Regions from separate parts of the Mus musculus genome. Here all the other regions are linked to region 1. Evidence: chromatin contacts called from public promoter capture Hi-C data. All regions are on one chromosome and are shown on one strand. The core of a region is the stretch at or near the end of the contact, and the rest is flanking DNA. Distances in the headings are between cores, read along the strand shown. Region 1 holds the start of Rbfox3 (RNA binding protein, fox-1 homolog (C. elegans) 3). Region 2 holds the start of Sphk1 (sphingosine kinase 1). Region 3 holds the start of BC018473 (cDNA sequence BC018473).

Evidence for each region. Promoter capture Hi-C pulls out the DNA fragments that hold promoters and counts their contacts.
Region 2: a promoter capture Hi-C map of embryonic stem cells shows a contact between it and region 1, with 4 times the contacts expected there. The contact joins the promoter of Sphk1 here to the promoter of Rbfox3 in region 1. A contact is called at or near these places in 2 of 39 promoter capture datasets (embryonic stem cells and liver).
Region 3: a promoter capture Hi-C map of the HPC-7 cell line shows a contact between it and region 1. The contact joins the promoter of BC018473 here to the promoter of Rbfox3 in region 1. A contact is called at or near these places in 4 of 39 promoter capture datasets (the HPC-7 cell line, cranial neural crest, liver and 1 more) and 1 of 9 other capture datasets (embryonic stem cells).

Annotation. Positions count from the first base shown.
Region 1 is chr11:118,908,082-118,911,325 of GRCm38.p6, forward strand. It overlaps Rbfox3 (RNA binding protein, fox-1 homolog (C. elegans) 3), which reads right to left and starts at 1,491. Exons shown (of 15, transcript NM_001039167.1): 1 at 1,223-1,491.
Region 2 is chr11:116,530,934-116,534,177 of GRCm38.p6, forward strand. Sphk1 (sphingosine kinase 1) reads left to right here and starts at 1,518. Exons shown (of 6, transcript NM_025367.7): 1 at 1,518-2,435; 2 at 3,037-3,240. The coding sequence starts at 3,231.
Region 3 is chr11:116,750,438-116,753,681 of GRCm38.p6, forward strand. BC018473 (cDNA sequence BC018473) reads left to right here and starts at 1,730. Exons shown (of 4, transcript NR_003364.1): 1 at 1,730-2,149; 2 at 3,133-3,228. It also overlaps Gm11735.

The DNA of each region.
Region 1 (3,244 bases), core at 241-2,740:
GGACCCTCCTCACCTCGCAGCCCACACACACTAGCCGACGTCAGTGAGCTTCGTGAACAGCCAACCAACCCCCAATCTCATGCAAGACCCAAGATCCTGGGTCTGTTCCAGCTGTCTAATAGGGTCTCAATGCCCCCCCCCCGTGCTGGTCGCGTCTTGCTCCGGGTACAGACTGGGTGCGGGACCTGGGTGGCCAGGACACTGAAGGGCTGCATGCCAATGGATAGGGGCGAAGCTTCATCAGGGAGCTCCCAGAGGACCGCCGGCCTGAAGCCACCCCCTGACACCTTTCTCCTGAAGAAGACAGCCCCAGGAGAATCCCACCACCTCCCGGGGCCACAAGTCAGAAAGTTTGGGCTAGGGTTGTGCAGGCCACCTTAGCAAAGCTTTCCCAGCCGGGCTGTCCCAGCCCTGTAGCTGTGCCAAAGCGAGCAGTAACCTCCGATCCTTGCTCACGCCTCTGGGAAGACTCGGCCCCGAGCGCCCCCCAGCTCGCGGACTAGAGAGCCCTGTGCGCCACCCGCGCCTGTTCCACGCGTGCCGCTATGCTGAGGGCTCTGGTCCTCCCGAGAGAGCCGAGGAGGACCTCAGTCCTCCCACAACTCCTTGAGGTCATCAGTCAGTCCCCTCGGCCGGCTCTCCTCCTCCTGGACCCCAGCAGCCCTCCCGAGCCTGAGGATGGCGAGAGTCGCACGCCGTAGCGCATCAGGGTCGCCAGCCGTGCTTCCAGCCCTGCGGGTTGGGGCCGCCTCCCTGATGCGCCCCGCGGGCCGGGATCTCCGTGCGCCACGGCTTCCCCCCAATCCTGGGAGTTCCCAGAGCCGGGCATTGTGCCGCCGCCGCCGCCGCCGCCGCCGCCGCCACGGGCACGCAGCGCGCGGGACTCCCCGGTGTCTCCATGGAGCCTGACCCCGGGCCTTCCCATTTACAAAATCTCCCCTCTGGTTTCCCAGGGGAGCCCGGAGCCCGGAGCCACGACCCCAGCCCCCGCACAACTCGGGAACCCCGACCTCGCGCGCAGACCCCTGACCCCCAAGGGCGCCACCCCATCCTCGCGCGACCTCAGGTCTGTCCCCAGCCACGCTCCGCAGCCCCGCGTCCTCGCCGGCCCCGCCTCCCACTGCGGGGTCCCGTGCGCCCCTCCCCGGGCCGTGCCCACAGTCCCAGCCGGCCCCTCGCGATGGTCGTGACCGAGGTGGAAGCCCAGGGTCTGGCTACTCACGGGTTCAGCGTTCCCCACGGCAGGTGACGGGGCCCTGGCGGCCATGCCCCGGCTGCATCCCGGCCGCCCCGGCGAGCCGGCGGCAAGGGGCGCGAGAGGCCGGGTTGGAGCGGCGGTGGCTGCCGCGGCGTCTCCGGAGACCACGCGAGCTGCTGGGGCAGGCGCCCGACTGCTGTCCGAGGAGGTTTCCGCCGGTTCCGGAGCAACGGCTCCGTGTCCCCGCTCCGCTTGCCTCGCCGACTCTCTCTCTCTCTCTCTCTCTCTCTCTCTCTCTCTCTCTCTCTCTCTCTCTCTCTCTCTCTCTCTGCCACCCCCCCCTCGTTCCTCTGGCTGGCTCGGCTGAAGCGAGAAGGCAGCAGGAGCACGCGGCGGCGGTGGCGGTGGTGGTGGCGGCTGCACGGGCGGAGCGCGCAGCTCGGCGAGGGAGGGAGGGGGCTCCGGCGGTCGCGCGGCCAGGGAGGGCGGCGAGGCAGGGAGGGCCGCGAGCCAGCTGAATGTGGCCACAGGAGCCCTGGAGTCCCAGCTCCAGCCTTGGAGAACGGGGATGCGTAGGCTGGTGAGACTTGTAGGGCACCCTAGAGCTCAGAAGGAGCTGGGCTCCTCCGAGCTCACCACCACCACCACCGCTGTGGTCTCACCTCCCCTTCCTCCCTCCCTTCTTCTGGGCGACCTCAGTGTAAGTCATCACTAGCAACACTTAGCAGGACCCCTGCACCCTCGTTCCACTGGGACCGGTTTCTCTCGCTCTGCCCAGGGGTCCCTAGAAAGACTTGGTCGCTGAATGGCAGGAATGGATGTCCCCTCCCCCACGCCTCTCCAGCTAGTCTGCAGCGCCCGCGCCTAACTGGCCACTGGGGAAGACCCTTAATAGGCCTGGAGTTCCATGCCTTGCCTTCCTGAGAATCACAGAGCAGGCGGGGAGGCAGGAGGCCTACCCTGGAACAGGACACAGGGAGGACACACTTGTCCCCGCTGATAATCCTATGGCCTTAAATATTTCCATCCAGGTCAGTTAGGAGAACCTAAAACCAGAAGAGTTCCAGCCTCCCCCTAACCCAGGGAAAGGGAGTCTAGCGTGGTCTGAGGTCCGGCATCTCTAGTCTTGGGAAAAGAAAGGGGTTGGGAGGCAGGCATTGCCTCTGAGCTGTCAAGATGAGACCCAGGTACAACAGTGGGGCTAGTTACTGGCATTCAGCCCCAGAAGTGAGCAAAGAGGCTAGATGATACCCAAAGGCTTTAAACTGGATCCAGATACTGTTCTATATGAAAGACGAAAATAAAAGACAATCACCATGCAGTGCCTGGACTCTGGGACCTGCACTCTCAAAGGACATTTGCAATCTAAAAAACAAAAAACAACAACAACAAAACAAACAACAACAACAAAACATGATTAAAAAACAAGCCTGATACACGTTGCTGGATGCTGTTTGTAAAACCATCAGCTTCTTGCACCTAACTAAGCTTCCAGTGTGAGGCACATACCACGGAGCCTGGGGCCCTGTGGGTAGGGCAGCTAGACAGAGTAGAGAAGAGGGAGAATAAGAGAGGCCCTGAGGTGCTCTCTGGCTTGCTGGGCTGCACACTGCCTTCCCTACAGAGTGAGGGCAGACGGTGTCCAGGCTGAGTGACTGTTGCCTTCTCAGGAGCTTTTAATTCTGCTCCTTCGGCCTGTCTGGGCCATCGATCTGTCTTGCCCAGTGGGAATCACGTGCTTTAGAGCACGTAAGCAGTCGAGTCCTGCAGCCGAATATAAATGCCTTGTCTCTGGCACAGTCGCAAGGGTCCCTGAAGCGGCCCTAGCCCCAAATTTGAGATGGCACAGTTCTGCCCCCATGGACCAACTGTTTCTCTCTGTGTGGCCTGGTGATCCAAGCTTTCATGGCATGGGACTGCTGGCTAGGCCCATCCACACCAATCTCTAGGCTGTCTTGCCTCTCTGGGCCAACGGTGAGTCCCTCCTGGTTCTTCTGTCCTGAGAGCCCTTCCCGTCTGGTCCAGTTCCCACTGCCCTTCTGATCC
Region 2 (3,244 bases), core at 268-2,767, 2.4 Mb before region 1:
AGGTGAGGAGGCCAGAGGATGAGGCGGCAGCCGACACAGAGGAGCCATTGTGTCCACTGGAACCAGCGCCAGACTGGAACCCCCCTCCCACTGGGTCTCTTCTGAGCAGAAGGGGAACCGGCCCTGAGGCCCAAGTATAAAATGTCCTGCAGGCTGCTTCTGCTCTCTCCCACGGACTGAGTTTCCAGTCAACCTTGCTCCACGCTTGCCCTCAGAGTATGAGAAGTTCCAGCCCCAGGCCTCAAAGAAAAGCGAGACCCTGATCCAGGTCGGCATTTTGAGCGTAAATTTACACACAGCCCGATCTTTCCTTCCCCGTGCCTCAGTTTCTCCTCTTTAGTTGTTAATGACTTGCTTGTCGGGCTTGATAAACACTCCTTCCCAAACCGTGAGAGAGCAGAGGAGGGTGTTTCCTACAGTCTGGGCAGCCAGCCCCCCTCCAAGCTCAAAATCTCGGGGAGAATAGTTTCCTCCCTGAGTCTGCTAGATACCAACGCCAGATCTGGACCCTAGGTCTCTGGTAAGGGGAGGGGGCAGGGTAGACAAGGGAGCGAGTGGCAGAGAGCCTGGCTTCCCCGCAGAGCCCCCTCCTCCCACCGCGACTCGTGTCCCCGCAGCGCGTGACCACGGCACTGCGGCTGCAGAGCTGCAATCCTTCCTTGTCCGCGCTAGATTCCAGGGGTGTAAGGTGGGAAGCCGGGGATGGGGGTAGGTGCAGGACCAGATCTTGGTAGCCACGAGTCGCGGAACCGGGGGTGGGTGATGACGCCCTTGCTCCCTCCAAATCCTCATTTTTTTTTTTTTTTGGTTGGTTGGTTGTTTCCGGGAGTTTCTCCACCCGTGAGCGTGTCGCTGAGTCACCTTCTCGGAAGGCACTCGGGGCGTTCATGATCCGGTCAGGCTGTCCCGCGGCTGTACAGAGCCAAGGCATATATTGCAGTGACGCGTGCGGAACCGCAGGTCCAGCCTGTGCCCCTGGCCCTCCTGGGGACTCCTAAAATACTGAGAAACTCGGTCGGGGAACTCCAGGGTCCTCTGGGAGAGAAGCCACCTTCAAGGCGTGACCTAGTTCACTGCAATCCTTTCTTATCTGGGTTCGTTTTCCTCTTGGACTCGCCTCTTCTGGACTTTAAGAAGCGATGCGAAGATAGAGGTGGGTGGGGTCGCGCGGGGGCCGGTGTGGGCGCGCCAGTTCTCTGTAACCGGAGCTAAACCAATGCAGCTTCCTTGGGAGTTTGGTGTCTGTTTTTGGTGCTTGGTAGGATTTGGGAGCTTCTTTTTCCAAGTCTCCGCTAATAATCTTCCAAAAATTTAACTCCGGTTAGTCACGGACACCCTCAGGTCACTTGCCATGAAATATATCACTTACACAACTATGCGTCTTGTTTATCTCCACCGAAGCGCATACACCGGGGCACGTGTGCATTTTCACCCCGAGATCGCCCGAAGGGGTGGGGAGGTTGGGACCACGCCCCCATGCTAGCCTCTCCAATCCTGATGAGAGCCCCCATTGCCCTGTCCACACTGCTGGGTTCCTCCAGTCGGTGAGGATCGTGGATCCCGATCATCCGCGGCAGGCAGCATCTCAGGCCTTGATAGTGTTCCCTGGGGGGAAAGACTCCACCTTTGGAGGTTGCTGACGAGGTACTCTCATCTCGACTTCGTCCCCAAACCGGTTCAGCTTTCTCCTGAAAGGCGTGCCAGACTGCTTCGGGTTCGGCGTCTGAGTGAGCCAGCGGCTGCATCTGGAAGCTAAAAGTAAAGGCACCGCGGAGGAGCAGGGGAGGAAGAGAAGTTCGCGGGTGGCGGGTGACCCGACCCTGGCCCAGAGTCAGGACAGCACTAGGGTCTGGATGTGGAATTCAGGCTAGGTCTAAGCGACGCCAAAGAGGCGCTGCATCCCTACTGTGAACAGCAGTTTCGAGGTTCAGTAAGCGCAGACCCACGCGTACCCGAAGCCCGCTCGGATGCTGGGCGCCGGCATGTGGGCTGCGCCCTCGCTTTCGCGCTCCGCGGATGCGCTGCTTCAGGCCGGGCTCAGAACCCCACCTCTTGCGGACTTCCTAAGCTGTTCCTCCAGCACCGGGCGCACAATCGTATCCGGGGATCCTGCCCCTCATCTGCGCGTGGCCGAGCCCAGGCTGGCGGCGACTGTGTTCGGGGAGGTGCAGTGAGATCCCGGGCGGGTGGGGGACCAGAGCTGCGCGCAACTCTGGTTCCACCCCGAGAGCACAAGGAACGCGGGGCGTGGCCAGGCCGGCCCAGAGGCTCAGCGCCCTCCCCGGGCCGCCGTGAAATTGAGCAAAAAGTTTGAGACCGGAGGGGGGCGATCCCTTGGAGTCGGTGTCAGCCCAGTGCTTCAGTTGTCCCTCTGTCGCGGGTCTGAGTCGGAGAGGAGCTGCTTTCCGCCACTGGCCGCCCGTGGGACAGATTGGGTAGGGATCCCCTTTCCCCCGCGCGCGCCCTCCCGTAGTTGGCGGTGCCTTCGTGGGTCCGTGAAGGAGACGGCCCCACGCCTGCGCCTCAGTGCACACTCGCGCTCCGGCAGGGCAGACCATAGTTGTGGGTCCGCCCAGCACAGGCAGGCTTTTGCGGGACTTGGGCGCTGTTCTCACGAGTGCGGCACGCACCCCCACCCCCACCCTCTTGGAGACTCGGAGCTTCAGCGGCTTCGTAGTTCAGGCAGGGGACCGGGCGACTGCGCAGGTTGCGATGGGGTTCTTCGTCCCAGAGTACGCGCCTCTCAATGCCAGTTCTGGGAATTGTATGCAGTTGGATTCTCCACCAAGCCCGAAGGGTGAAGAGCCGGCCCGACGAAGAGAGCCACGGGTCACTGACTCATGCGTCGGGTCCGAATCCGGTGTCCCCTGGAACGGAATGTTCGTGGGGTGGGAAGCTCATTCTGGAAAGCTAGATCCCCCACCCACGGGGCTCTGGTGATTCAGTCGCGAGCCAGGGGCTCTGGTTGGGCACTTTGTCCCACGTGCATGGAAGCCCAGGCAGAGAACCCCACCACTCTTTCCTCCTGTCCCTCAGATCTGGCCGCCCCGGGGAATGACGAGGGCGCTCACACAGCCCAGGGAGGTGGAGAGGGCGAGCCCCACGGCCAGTCGCCAGACACCCTCCTGGGCAACACCGATAAGAAGCTGAACGCAGGAGCCGCCGTTACCTCTAGCAGCGCCGGGGCAGCACCGGTGGCCCCTTGTCAGCGGGAGCCCCGGGACCTGGCTATGGAACCAGGTTT
Region 3 (3,244 bases), core at 480-2,979, 2.2 Mb before region 1:
CGATGTCTTCAAATGCCAGCCCCTGCAATTCTACCCCTATACCTGCCTGCCTGTTTGTTGGGGTGGCCAGAGGCAGGGTACAGGGGTTAGGCCCTTTCTCACTCCAGCATCAATCTGAATAAACAGTTTCTCTCCTTTCAACTGTCAGATCCAAAAGGCTCTCAGGACAAATGGCTACATGTTGTGCCTATTAACCTAGAAAAGGGCAGATGCTGGCCTCCTTCTGGCTCGCCAAGTCTCACAAGTATATACTACCACATCCATGCTGGGACATTGGCTCTTCTCAGCAGTTCTCAAAGGGGCCCAGGGGATGGGTGCGGGGGATGATGGAGGTGGAGTGGATTAGGGGGATAGGGAGGGTGAGGGGCTGAGAGGGTGGAGATGCACTGAGATACACTATACTTCTGCAGCTCCTGTGTCTCCCATTCTCCAGATTCTCTTTCTCAACAACCTCACTCTTGTCTCTCTCCCTTGTTTTGTTTTGTTTTCGGGTTTTGGTTGTTTGTTTTCTCTGGTTTTAGCCTGCACATTGCCTTTCAGGCTCTACTTCTTCACCCATGGTGGGTGACTGGCTGATCCTGAAAGGGGAAGCAAGGTGTGAAAGGCTAGGAGTCTAGGAGACCTCAGTATCTCTGAGCACAATGAATATGACACTGGGGAGACAGCTTCGGTGAGCCAGCTTATTTCATGGTGGAAACAATCGCTATGTAAACCTTTAGAGGATGGGTAGGGATCCTGGGTGAGTGTACATCACTGGGTGTGGCCAGGGTATGCGGGATGACTGATTGGAATAAGAAGAAATTCCAGGCGCTGCAGGACAGGACATTATTAAGGGGAGAATTAGTTTAACCTGGCTACTAGGCTCTATGACCTCCTCTGGGGGGCAAAGGTTGGGGAGCAGGGCTACCTGTGCTGGAATATGCAGGCTCAGAGTGGGGTGGGGCGCAGAGGGGATGACCCGACTCCTGCAAATCTTAGGACGGAATTTCCAGGGTTTCAACATGCCCTGACCCCACTCTTTCTCCAGGGTGTTACCTGCTCCCAGGTTCCACGGCCCTCCAGCCCCACAGCACTCTCTCTGTCGTCCTTTCTCTTTCTCTCTTTCTCCTCTCATGGCCAAGTCCAGCCTACTGTTCATGTTAAATCTACTTCCCGCCTACCCCCCCCCCCCCCCGTGCATTCTACACTCATTCAGATGCCCCTGGCTGTACTCTTTATTATATCTATAACACAAACTTCCTGTTCAACCACACCTTGGAGGGGTGATGTCCTCAGTTCAGATATCACCATGCTCTCTGAAGAGGACCCTGGCTGCCAGTCCTCTCTGCCTTGCACGGGTGTGGAGACCACGCTGAGTTCACAATGAATCTGAAAGACTGCACATGACAGAAGCTTAATGAGACTTTCAGTATCTGTATCCACCGACATTTGCTGAGGCCTCAACACCATTTAAGGTCAAGCTAGGAACACAGATGTGTTTTCTTCCTTCCTTCCTTCCTTCCTTCCTTCCTTCCTTCCTTCCTTCCTTCCTTCCATCATTCCATCATTCCTTTCACTTTTTCTTTCTTTCCCCTGCATTCCAACTGCAAAACCCATGACTAGTAAACTTTGTTGTTGTTGTTGTTTTTTTTTTTTTTTAGCTCAGGCTGTCCTGGACCTCACTCTGTATATCACCCTGGTCTCCAACTCACAGCGATGCGCCCGCCTCTGCCTCCCGGGTGCAGATTAAAGTCTGCACCCCCACCTGGCCTGGAAACCCATTATTAAGAAACCTCCCTGACAGTGTTTCCTCTTGTGTAATCTTAGATGGTCCACCTGCTTGTGAGTTTCCATCTCATGATGCTGTCTTACACACGTTGATTGTGGTTTTTGAGTTCAAAACCTGCTCCCCCAGAAGAGTAAGGGTTGCAGTGGCAGCAGCTGCATCTGTGTTGTATCCCTGACTGCTCAGTTTGCTGTTCAAATCAACAAAGTTTCTCTGGTTAAAGAACAACAACAACAACAACAACTTGGTGTGTTCCTGTTGTTGGATTTTCACCAGACTCTCCGCACCATCGCACACCAACATTTTGGGGGTTTGTCCAGGATCCAGAGCCCTGATACAGAAGTGCAATTTTTTGAATTGGCAACTTCAGGGGAAACACTGGAGGTGAGTCTGGTTTTGATGGGGGAGGGGGGTGTCTCGTTTGTCTGTTTCTTCTATCAGTCCCTTTGTCACATTTAGACATTCTGTGTTTGTTAGTGTCTGGTCTTACATTCATTTCTCTGTTCACTGTCTGTGTCTTCTTGGTCCTGGATTCTAAGACAGAACAGAAGCAATTCGCCACCCAGTCCTCTCTTGAGCTTCTTCATCATTTTAAGGAATTTTAGAAGAAACTTCTCCATCTGGTAATAAAGTCTACCCTGACAATCTTGTGACATTCTGTCATCTCAAACGGCCCACCTTCAGGATAGACTGGTGCCCAGGGGGTACTTTCAATTTAACTGTGGTTTACTGCACACAGGCTGTCAACTTTGCATGATAAGGACATTCTGGCCAAGGCTCCTACTTCAAGGCTTGGTGATGTCTTGTGGAAGAGCTACTTGAATGGCTCAACTCTCTCTTGCTGGAGTCGAGCAGCGCCTCTTAAGTCCTCCCCCTCAGACCCAAGTCTCAGAGGGATGAGAGGGAGATTCCTGGTCTCCCCTCCATGGACAAGGACACACCTCCTCACTAACATTGTCCCCTCCATTGCCCAACCTTTCACACGACTCATGGATCTCTTCCTACTTCTGCTATCCCTGTCGTGGAGCTCCACCTCTAACTCCTTCTTCCCAAGTCCCCATTACACCAGGACCGGTTCCAGATATTGAAGAGATCTTAGTGAGGAAGACCACTTCTGGCAGAGTCCCCACCTTAACTCTATGTAAGGTGTGGACACTCCCCATGGCCCCGAGATGAGGACCCTCCCATGGGCCCCGAGATGAGGACCCTTTCATGGTTTAAAACAGCCTCTTGACCTCTATCCTCAAAGAATCTGAATCCTTCTTTTTCAGAGAAACTCCAGGGTTTAACTTTTCTCTTGGAGACTATACCCATCAGCCAACTTGGGATGACTGTCAACAACTCCTGAGATGTTCTTTTCCTCACAGGCCTGGGAATGCATCTTCTGGGAAGCCAGGAAATTGCTTCCTAGTGACAACAGTCACCCTTCATATGCCCAGATTGGAACCCTAATGAGGCAGCAGGTAAGCAGCCCTTTAA